Linked DNA regions of Mus musculus: region 2 is linked to region 1. Evidence: chromatin contacts called from public Hi-C data. All regions are on one chromosome and are shown on one strand. The core of a region is the stretch at or near the end of the contact, and the rest is flanking DNA. Distances in the headings are between cores, read along the strand shown.

Region 1 (5,997 bases), core at 1,853-4,352:
GCTTCTTATTACACGAGAGCAAAGCTACCAGGCACTAAATATCCATTTAAAAATCTGCTAACAGAGCGGCCTTGTTCAATTCCATTTAGCTTCTAGAAGCTTTATTTTTCTATACTTTTTTGAAAAAGGGCTTTGAAATGAATTTTTAACATTAGCATACTTAGAAGTAGGTTTCATTAGGACATTTTATACATATTTGTATATGTATAAAATAGTGTATGCACTTATTTGTCTCTCTGTCCTACTGTCCTCAGTCCTTCTTCTCAGTACCTCTTCTGTTTTTTTTTCTTTTTTTTTTGTCATGCCTATGCCTTTTTTTTGTGTTGTATTTTGTATCTTGAGAGTTGCAGCTTGTATTTTCCTTCCTTTTCCTTTGTCTCTAACTTGATTTTGGTGGGATGTTATTGAGTCTACTTTCCAGCAAGCCTCTGGGAGTGGTAGGAATTCCAAGCTCTATTACTAGTTAGGTTTGTGACTGGACACATTGTTTCATTTGCATCTGTCTCCTCATCTTTCAAAGACAGTAATCTTCCATCCTCAAAAGGCATAAAAAAGTTGTAACTGCTCTCAAACCTCAGACAGCTGCCCCGGGAGGGAGGAATGTTTGCTCTGGGGTCATAAGTCTTTCGCTCTGGGGTCATAAGTCTTAGATGGCTTCTCTTGCTTCCCTTTTGTCCCTCCCTCCCTCCCTCCAGTCTTTCCTTTCATTGTCAATATATATAGTGTGATCTTGAGATAGGCTTTCCTTTTGTAGCTCAGGCTGGCCTCAAACTTAGATCTGTCTTAGTGTACAGAGCTGGGATCACAGACCTGTGCCACTTCTCCCTGCTCTTAGTTTTGTTCTTCTTTGACACAGTGTCTCCCCTCCCCCCTCCTCTCTTTGATTTTTCAAGACAGGGTTTCTCTGTGTAGCCTTGGCTGTCCTGGAACTCACTCTGTAGAGCAGGCTGGCCTTGAACTCATGGATCTACACCTGCTTCTGCCCCCCAAGTACCAGGATTACAGAAGTGTGCCACCATGCCTGGCTATTTTACCTCTTGTTGGAGTAATGTTTTTTCTTTATCCTGGGTGTGGTTAAATATGAAGGAAAAGATCTGGTAGGTGATAAAGCTGACCAGGACATTGTGGGCACTAATTAATAGTTTAAGTGATAAAGATTTTGAAAATACAAGTAACTTCTTGGTCCGATATATATGTGTGCGATACACACACACACACACACACACACACACACACACACACATACACACACACACACTCACACTCAAAACCTGATAGCTTTTCTCCTCTATTTAGTCCTTGTAAATTTTGAGGGACTTCTGTAAGCTGAGGACTACTGAGTTCAGAAGAGTTAATTAAAAATGTCTGGGCTACGTGACTGATGATGAAGGAAACTAGAAAAGGTATTTATATTACAAGTTCTTTTTCTGCTTGGGCTAACAGGTTGATTTATATCGAACACTGGGTCTGTGTGGTACTTTTGTTTTAATTCCATTACGAAACTCTAGGTTTGTTGGAGGAATAGATGGTTTGTTCCTTCAATTTTTTTTTTTTTTGGTATTAACTCTGGGATAAATGACAGGTTTCTGTACACTGTAGGTACCTAGTGGACTATATAGCCAACTAATAATTATCTGTTTCTGGCATTACAACAAGGTCTCATAAAAATAAAGATGACAATTAAGTTTGTTGTTTGAAGTCCTGAACTTTCTAGGTCAATCTTGTGAAAGGAAAAGCACATGAGTGCCTTATACCCAAGTTGGTGGCTCTATTGGAAATGAAATGAGTGCTACAGCTGTAGAACAACATTCAAACAAGCTGGACATTTCTGCTCTCAGCCAGGCACACTAATACTGTCATTCGGGGTGCTTCTTCTTCTTCTTCTTCTTCTTTTTTTTTTTTTTTTTTTTTTTGGCTTTTCGAGACAGGGTTTCTCTGTGTAGCCCTGGCTGTCCTGGACCTCACTTTTGTAGACCAGGCTGGCCTCGAACTCAGAAATCCGCCTGCCTCTGCCTCCGGAGTGCTGGGATTAAAGGCGTGCGCTACCACGCCCGGCAGGGGTGCTTCTTAAAAATCCAAAATTAAAAAATTTCACCAAATCAAAACCCACATCAAAACATCTGAGGATTATTTCTCCAGGTATTCCCATTGGAACAAACATCCCAGATGATTATGACACACAAAGCCTAAAGCACTACTGAAGCCAGCAATGTGAGGCAAGCTATTGTACGTGTGTGTAGCAGACACAGTCATTCTGTAAGAGAAATGAAAAGTAGCTAGTAAAACAGCCGTAACAGGAAGCAAAAAAGCAGCCGGTCATGGAACTGGAAGAATAGAATTTCTTCTGGCAACTTATTCTTGGTAGTTTGTTGTGGCTTATTATTCGCAATTACAGTTTTGTCTTGAAGTCCTGAGATACCTTTTGGAATTTATTACGAACAATAATTTCTCAATTCTTGGGGGGATTAAAATGGCCTTTATCAAGAAGTCTCAGAAGCAATAGAATCTCACGGTACTGCACTGACTTTTTATCAGTTGTGGGCTCTTTTGCTGAGTGACGCGCAAAACCCTGCCTTCAGGAAATATTTCATAAGCCCGAGTGAGCAGGGAATCTTAATACAGCTCAAGGCAACAGATAAAAGGATAGAAGGCTTTGGCTTTCAGGAGCTAGGTTAAGATCTCTCTCCCATAGGAAGCACGAGGCAGTCCAAAGATAGGTATCTAACTAAGGGCAGCTGGAAGATGACCCCGGGGGAACTTTCATCCTGGGTGGAGTCCCGGGTAGCCCGCTAGGGCGTGGGCCAGTTCTGCGGCTCTAGACTACTGGGCGCTAAGCCCTCGTGGGCTATTTTGCCCAGCACTGCGGGAGCGGCATGGTGGCTGCGGGCTCAAGGGAGGCTTTAGGCGACCTGCGACCCTTCGGAAGCAGCCCTCCTCCTTTGCAGCAGCTGCAAGCCCGATCGGGCTCCGCCTTTTTGGCGGTGACGTCCTTAGTGAGCGGAGGCGGGCGTGTGGGTGGGCCGAGCCAGAGGCCGCCTGCGATTCGGCGGGCTCAGCCACACCACCGAGCTCCCCCGCTCCGCCCGCCCCTCCGGGCTCGTCTTTTCCGGGCTCGCGCCGGACCCCGCCTCCGCTGGCTGTCCGGGTTGCGCGCGCGCCGCTGCGGCTCTCTCCCTCTCTCTCTCTTTTTTTTTCCACTGGTCTCCGCGGCTCGCCCCTCCTTGCCAGGCAGCTCCAGAGCTAGCGGGCACGCGAGCTCCTCTCCAGGAGCTTCCTTCCTCTTAAGGCCGGGACCCAGTGGCAGACTCGTAGCGAGCGAGGCAGCACCTTCGGTGAGTGATCCTAGGCTGGGGAGGATGCGGCTGCTGCGCCCTTGCCCCGGAGAGTCCCCTATTCCTGACGTGCTCCCGGATCCTCACCTGAGCCGGCTGGAGGTCGGGGTTTGGGGGGTGGGGGTGGGCGCTCGGCTTTCCGGCTGCGGCCGCTGGCTCATGGAGAGAACCACCGTCACTATCTCCTCTGATGCTTTCTGGGATCCTCCAGAACCCCACCTGGCTCTTCCCTGTACCCCCGCTGTACCCTGAGAGCCTGAGAGAACTCTTCCTCCTGGGGGTACCGGGCTTTGCCAAGACTCAGTTGACTTGAGCACACCAAGTGCCTGCTAGACCTCCAAACGACCTTTAGGTCGCCCCTAGACCTCAGCTCCATTTTGTCCCCTCCCTTGACACTCTGTAACAGGGTCCGGGCGCTCGCGGGTGGTGGTGGCGGCGGCGGCGGTGGTGTCTTTGGTTCTAGAAACAGCTGCTTTCTTGAATTTGGGGAGGGTGCCTTCGCTTTCGATAGATACTCTCTCAGCATCCATACCTTTACGTATGTTAGCAAACAGCTGGATCATAGCTGCAGCTTGTACCCTGTGTTCTTCCCGTCTTTATCTCCACGATCAGTAGGTGCTGTATAGTTAATATTAGGTTTATTCACTTCCTCTTCCTCTCATTCGAGTACCGAAAAGATCTGTGGCTGGCTGATGTCTATAGACAGAAAAACCTAGGAGAATGTGATTCATTGCCTAACTGGTTACATATTTGAAATCAGACGTCATTTCTCCTTTTACTCTAGCATCTCCTTCGAAGACATTTTTCCATCCTTTTGAAATTAATTTGCTCATTCGTACTTTTCCTCTTAAAAAAATCGTCAATTCTCACTCAGTAGAAACGACGGTAGGGATGGGAATAAGGGGAAATGAACCTTGTTGAAGAAGTAAGCAGTTTGCTTTACTGGTTCATGGTTTTAATCAACCACTAAGTTTCCTCTTCTGTGGAAATATGCTCAGCTGTCATGCAGTTGGATTCAAGCATAACCGAGGTTCCTTCTCATATTTTGTCTCTTGAACCTGTAAATTCATGCTTAGTGACATGTTTTTACAGATAGTTAACCCAAGAAAGCCATTTCCTGCACTTGTAACTTTAGTTTTTTGTTTTTTTTTCTTTTTGTACTTGCAGTAAGCAAGGCTTCCAAATATTCTTAATGTATAAACCACCAAGTGGAGATCAATTACAGTGCTGCTACTGAGCAGGTCAAGCAAAATTTGAAATGTGAGGCCTCTTTCCTTAAATTGCAAACATAGCTCATCTTTTCAGCGGAGTGTGCAAAAGTGTGAAACATGGTAGACTCCTGTTCAAATTTATGATCTCTGCCATTTCCATGGAGCAACCAGTATTATATTGTCAATATATGTGCAAATTGGGATAAAGGGCCTTGGCATCAATCAGATATAAAGAGTTTTACTGTGTTGGGTAGAGATGTGATGGGTGGAGGAAGAACAAAATCTTGTTCTGAATCCAGACTTCTGGAGATGCTCCAACTCCAGCCTCTCAGCTATACTAGCTATATACACCTTGAACAGGGCACTTTTCTTAGTTTTCACATATATAAATTAAGTGACTGTATGGTTGGCAGGATGATCCATAAATCCCCTCCTTTTGGCTTCCGTTTTTTAAAAAACTAAGATTTTTTTTATGAAGACATATGTATTTTAGTGCACTTCACATTAAGGCTGGGGCTGAATCTTGTTATATCATATATAGAATATCATCTCAAAGATGATAGAATATCATCTCAAAGTTTTCATAGACTAGCTTTAATCAATAGAGTATTAATTAGTTCTTAGCTCGGGTAGTGGTCCAGGACTTTAATCCCAGCACTGGGGAGGCTTAGGTATAGGTGTAGGTCAAGGTGGTGTGAGGCAGAGGCTAAGGCCAAGGCCAAGGCCAAGGCCAAGGCGGCGGGGGACTGAGGCGGAGGCGGGGCCCAGGCAGAGGAGGTGGAGGCTAAGGCAGAGATGGGGAGCAGAGGCTGGCAAATCTGAGTTTGAGTCAGATATCTAAATTAAAGGCTAGCCTGCTTTACACAGTGAGTTCCAGGAGAGCCAAAGCCAACACGGAGAACCATTGTCTCAAAAACAAAACAAAACAAAGGCCAAAACAAGATGATTAATTCTTAAATTCATTCCGACTGTTCAAGTGCATAAATTCAGAGGGAGTGAGTTTTACAAATATTAGGTTAATTTCTACTCGCAGATGAAAGGTATGGATGGGTACCACACTGGGTTGAAGATACTCATGACCTTTAGAATCTTGTAAGGGTGTGAACATACTGCCTTAAAATTGTAATTAGCTAGTAACTTTAAAAGTGTAAACAGAGGGCCTGGAGCGATGGTTTAGAGGTTAAGAGCAGTGGTTGCTCTTCAGAGGAACAAGGTTCAATTCTCAGCACACACATAGTGGCTCTCTTCCCTCTGTAGCTCCCAGTCTCAAGGGATTCAGCACCCTCTTCTGGCCTCTGTGAGCACTAGACATGCCTGTGAGCCACAGACAAACATGTAACTAAAACACCAATGTCCATAAAATAAAAATATTTAGCTGGTTATGGTGGTACATGCTTTTAAGCCCAGCACTTTTTGGGAGGCAGAAGCAGGCAGATTTGTGCTGCAAAGCCAGC
Region 2 (5,614 bases), core at 2,914-5,413, 130 kb before region 1:
AAAAGTAACTAGAAAGGGCAGGAAGCAAGGGGGCACTAGGGATGGGAAAGGAAAGATGCAGAGGGAGTGTTAACAAAAACAAAGGGCTTATAAAAATCAGAATATGGAAACTCGACTCTCCTGTAACCAAATTTAAAAATACACAATTTATAATGATAAAAAGGTATTTTAGGGATGAAGAAGAGATGGCTCACTGGGTAAGAGTATATACAGAGTGTATACTGTTCTTGCAGGGGACCAAAATCAGTTCCAAGCATACATGTCAGGTTCTAACAACCACCTGTATCTTCAGCTCCAGGGGAATCAAATGTCTTAGGCTTCTCTCTCCCCCTCTCCCCCTCTCCCCCTCTCCGCCTCTCCCCCTCTCCCCCTCTCCCCCTCTCCCCCTCTTTTGCGGCGCTCAACAGGCCAGGAAGAACGACGCTGCTACAGGATCCTTCTGCACACATTTATTCAGTCCTGTTTCTTCTTTCTCCATATATCTCCCTTGTTTATATCTCCCTTGTTTATATCTCCCTTGTTTATATCTCTCCCTTGTTTTTATATCTCCCTTGTTTTTATATCTCCCTTGTTTATATCTCTCCCTTGTTTATATATCTCCCCCGAACCCTGGGCCTCACTCCTTTTATACTCTCTCTCATCCACGCACCGCAGGCCACGCCCCCTCGCCAGTCGTGAGGCTTCAGCTAATCAGGGCAGCAGGGGCAAATCTCCACCAAATTGGATTCACCTGTATCCTGGTACACCTGCGCAGCACTCAAGATGTTTGTGTCTTATATGAGGAAGTCAGGTGCAAGTCATATGACTTAGCTGCAGTCCCTGGCGCCTTTGGGACTGCCGCCACACCCGCTCCCCACAATTCCCCCTTTCTTTTTTGGCAGAGAGAATGTCTGTAGATAGCCCCCCGCAGCCATGCCCCTTACCCGTCCTTGGGTGACAAACAGCATTGGTTTGATCCCTGTCTTAGGTTGGTGACATGCCCAGGGAGTCTTATCACTGACTACCTCTCAATCATGCCAAGCCACTCCTGGGGAGATTGTGTTTTGCTTGCGGCAGGTGCATCAAAAGGCCAGGATGTTGATTAATCTATGGCCAAATCTTAATTACTGCAAGCAAGCCTCATGGGTGAAGGTAGAGGTCTGATCCCCAGTGTGCAAGCATAGGGGCCCTACACAAAACCATCTCTTAGGCTCATCACCCAGAGAGGTCTTGGCCAGCTCCCGTGTCGTTTTTCCTGAGGGAAGGGAACTAGGACACTGAACCTTCATGCAATCAGACATGCCTTCCACAGGATGCCAACAGCAGCTATCCTCTGTGCAGTGCTTAGCCTCGCACCCCACGGCATAACGCAGCATAATTTCTTTTAGAGCGGCAAACCGAATCTGAGGAGATTGTCCCGCCTCCACTGCAGCAAAAGCCTACGCTACCATGGCGAAAGTGCGGGCCGCACACTCTGCACCTAACACATGTGCCAAACACAAAACACACACACACTATAACAAGCATACATCCCAGGGCTCTCATCCCTGCTCATCTTCCCTGAAGCAAGGGATAGATGGCCAGCGGGGCTATCTCTTTAAGGGGAATTCAGGGATCAAAAAGCGTGGAAAAATTTGAATGTCATGTCGAGCTGGTATCGGCTTCTGGAATACCGAAAGGATCTCCCATCTCGGCTCCATCGTTTGTGCTTGTGGGATCATCCACCACATCCACAGGGGCAACTGGATCAGGAGCCTCATTCTTGCAGCGTCTCACCAATCTCTCCAGCACCCAAAGAGGTTCCATCTGGTCCTGTGGAAACACACAAACAGACCCTCTCGCCCACGTCAACACCTGATCCTGTCGATCCCCAGGGGGATGGACACAATACCTCGTGGTGATGAGACCATAACCTCAATCACCTTGTGTCCATCTGGGGAGTCAATACGCCAAATCTCTGGACAGAAGGTCCACCTATAGGTGGCTGCTGAGGAGGCATAGGGAGGAGGCACAGAAGCTAATTCGCCTTCCTCCTCCACCTCGGCTCTTTTATTTCGTCCTTCCTGACCACCTGATAACACTGTGTCTCCTTTCTTTTTCCTTTTTCTTTTTAAGCCCTTTTCCTCTTCCGACATACTTTCTTGTTGCTCTGTAAGGATTTTCTGACCTGTCTTGACTGCCTCTACACACAGTTTCAAACAGTAACAGAGTCCATATATCAGAACAAACAAGACCAAAACTATCAGACCTACCCACAAAGGGTCAATGGGAGAAAAAAGCATAACTACACAGCGAGGATCTATTGATCACTACACTGAGGTTATCATAGTTCCTTAACTTGTCCCCAAACCGGGAACCTTAACTTGTCCCAAAGCCTGCTTCCTGGCAACTTTATATTCGCCTCTATTTTATCCGAGGTCCTTCCCAAACTCCTGGGTTACTTTGTGCCTACTTCCTGGCAACTTTATGCTCACCTCTATTTTATCCGAGGTCCTTCCCAAACTCCTGGGGTTGCAAGTTTCACTCACCATGAACTTACCCTGCCGGCAACCACTGACTGCTGAAAGTTCTGAACTCGGTGGGGGAGTCGGTTCCCCGTACGGGCCACCAATTGTCGCGCCCGCTCTCGACCAGCAAGAACGACACGACCACCAGTCCTTCTAACAGCAGTTTATTCAGCAAATTTCAGTCTTCCTCTCTCTTCTTTATCAGTACCGTTCCCCAGCTGAAGAGTTCTGAATCCACGCCAGATCCTTCTCAACAGTCTGTTTTACGGGAACACTTCATTAACCCCTTCTTCCCCGTTATGCAGTTCTGAATCCTCCCTGTAGCAGGGGGTCTTCGCTCTTGCCTGAAGATGTTTCTTTTCCCGGGTTTTCAGCACCACTTGTTGCGCGCACTCAACAGGCCAGGAAGAACGACGCTGCTACAGGATCCTTCTGCACACATTTATTCAGTCCTGTTTCTTCTTTCTCCATATATCTCCCTTATTTATATCTCCCTTGTTTATATCTCCCTTGTTTATATCTCTCCCTTGTTTTTATATCTCCCTTGTTTTTATATCTCCCTTGTTTATATCTCTCCCTTGTTTATATATCTCCCCCGAACCCTGGGCCTCACTCCTTTTATACTCTCTCTCATCCACGCACCGCAGGCCACGCCCCCTCGCCAGTCGTGAGGCTTCAGCTAATCAGGGCAGCAGGGGCAAATCTCCACCAAATTGGATTCACCTGTATCCTGGTACACCTGCGCAGCACTCAAGATGTTTGTGTCTTATATGAGGAAGTCAGGTGCAAGTCATATGACTTAGCTGCAGTCCCTGGCGCCTTTGGGACTGCCGCCACACCCGCTCCCCACACCCCTCTCCCCCTCTCCCCCTCTCCCCCTCTCCGCCTTTCCCCCTCTCCCCCTCTCCCCCTCTCCCCCTCTCCGCCTCTCCCCCTCTCCCCCTCTCCCCCTCTCCCCCTCTTCCATCTATAATTAAAAGTAAAGATAATCTTTAAAAGGATTTATCTTACATGGCTGAAAAAAGTGGCTCCCAGAAGCCATGGATTATTCAACAAATCTCCAGAGCCAGGAGTAAGATATCTTCTTTTAAATTATTGGTCACTGAAGTCCCAGAGGCTCCCCATCACCAAACTGCCATTCCTCTTGCTTGCCAGCCAGAACTAGTTAAGAAGAGCAACAGCTCTGGATAGTCTCACCGGCTCTGCACAAGAGTCATCAACAGTGAACACATGCATGGGAGAGGATCTCTGGAGGTCTTCCTGGATCTCACAGGACATTCGATTTGCTACAGGGAGAATTGTTACTTCTAGTTATATGCCCACTAGGCTCTAACGAATACTGCCAGCCCAGTGATCACACAAATGGCCTTGGTTAAGCTAAGTGGGTTGCAAAAGCAACCTAAAAGTCATAACTCTGGGAAAGGGACTGCAAGTGATAAAGAGGGCTGACAGGAAGAGGAATGAGGTCAAAAAATGAGTGCAGGGGAGAAACTAATCAGTACACATTGTATCCATGTACAAAATTGTCAAAGACAAAACTAGTTAATCAAAATGAAACACCACCAACAAGGAAAACAAGATAGGGACTGGGATGTAGCTCAGTTGGTAGAGTGCTGGCCTACCATACACAAACCCTGTTCCATCCTCAACATTGCCACATACCAGATATGGTGCCACAAGGATGAAATCGCAGCATTTGGTTAATCAGAAGTCCAAGGTCATGCTCAGCTACAGAACGAGTCAGAGACCAGCCTGAGATCTATAAAACTCCGCCTCAAACAACAATGACTAATACAACAACCAAGGCTTTAGGGCATAACTCAAGGCCCTGGGTTTGATGGCCAGCACTGGAAATAATATAATAATAACGACAGCAATAGCAATGCCCAAACCAAACAACCAACAAAACAAACAAACTAACAAAACCATGAAAAGCTTAAAGAAAACTTTATTCCTCTGACCTCTTTAAATCCTATGTGGTTCATTTGACTTGTTTGATGCAGTTTTTTTTCATAAATTGAAGAAATGTATCGTTGTCTCTCCATAATTTTTGCAAAGAAGAGCCAGCCTTATTCTGTAGTATTTGCATGTGGTATCTCATTCCTTCCTGTGTGCATACATGGAAGATGATAAACAAATACTGATTACTGAATGGATAAAATAACTGAGTGTGTATATACTTAGAGGTGCTGAAGTCTCACATAGATTCTAGTTCATTTAACAGCAGAGGACACTAAGGTCAAGGAAAATTGCTTACTGTGCAAGTGGAACAAAGATGGAATTTGGATTCTAGACCCTAATGGGATCTAGTGTTTGGGGGCAAATAGCTTGAGAGGTTTAAGCTTTTATTTATCCCTGATTTTATATAGACTGAACAAAGTCAAATAGAACTACATTGACAACCGTGAGAAATGACCAATTGAAGCAATGCCTTGGCTTTGGAAAGCTAGAGTAGAAAAGTCATTTGAACATAACTTTGGGGTTTTGCTGTCTGCTTTGCATAGATAAACAGTTAGGAGTTTCCTGCTTTCTGATTCATCTGCAGTTAATTGCTTTCCGCTCCTCTTAAAAATCTGAGAAGCAAGCTGGGCATAGAGACATGGGACTGTAGTCCCTGTGCTTGAGAGGTAAAGGCAGGAGGACTGTTGGAAGATAGCACGTTCCAGACCATTGAGAGCCAGTAGTGAGAACCTGTCACAAAACAGCAACAAAGAAATCCAAGGACCAGGGTTGAGCCTGTAATTCAGTGCAGGAGCATTTGATGGGCATAAAGGACACCCTGGATTTGATTGCCAGCACCACAGAGAAGATCCAAGAATCTAAGCACAGTCTGCCTTGGAACGCGTCCTCGTCGGTGGGTAACTTTTCCTAAGCGCTTAGCATAACGTGGTTCCAAGCTAATATAGCAGCTCCATTTCTTTTCAGTTATATGTGTTACATGACAATTAGGCAAATGGATGAACTCTTTTTTTTTTTTTTTTTTTTTTTGGCTTTTTGAGACAGGGTTTCTCTGTGTAGCCCTGGCTGTCCTGGAACTCACTCTGTAGACCAGGCTGGCCTCGAACTCAGAAATCCACCTGCCTCTGCCTCCCGAGTGCTGGGATTAAAGGTGTGCGCCACCACGGTCT

What was found. Hi-C and Micro-C count contacts between places; a contact is called where the count stands out from the background.
Region 2: a contact with region 1 is called in a Hi-C map of liver, with 2.5 times the contacts expected there. The contact joins the enhancer-like site here to the promoter of Acsl4 in region 1. A contact is called at or near these places in 18 of 39 promoter capture datasets (the 3T3-L1 cell line, 3T3-L1-derived adipocytes, the C10 cell line and 9 more), 4 of 15 datasets of contacts at CTCF or cohesin (CD8 T cells, the G1E-ER4 cell line, the NIH/3T3 cell line and 1 more), 65 of 484 Hi-C or Micro-C datasets (8-cell embryo, the AML12 cell line, B cells and 41 more), 47 of 115 datasets of contacts at active chromatin or transcription factors (the 230-238 cell line, CD8 T cells, DN3 thymocytes and 32 more) and 5 of 9 other capture datasets (adipose tissue, embryonic stem cells, liver and 2 more).

What each region holds. Positions count from the first base shown.
Region 1 is chrX:142,387,640-142,393,636 of GRCm38.p6, reverse strand. It overlaps Acsl4 (acyl-CoA synthetase long-chain family member 4), which reads left to right and starts at 3,102. Exons shown (of 16, transcript NM_207625.2): 1 at 3,102-3,332.
Region 2 is chrX:142,519,825-142,525,438 of GRCm38.p6, reverse strand. No RefSeq gene overlaps it. Among named protein-coding and RNA genes, the nearest start is that of Gm25915, 37 kb to the right of the region's middle. Within about 2 kb of position 4,163, at least 4 of the 459 cell types and tissues checked have an H3K27ac peak or open chromatin away from gene starts, as enhancers often do. A contact at or near this core is called in hepatocytes and liver, where this site is marked.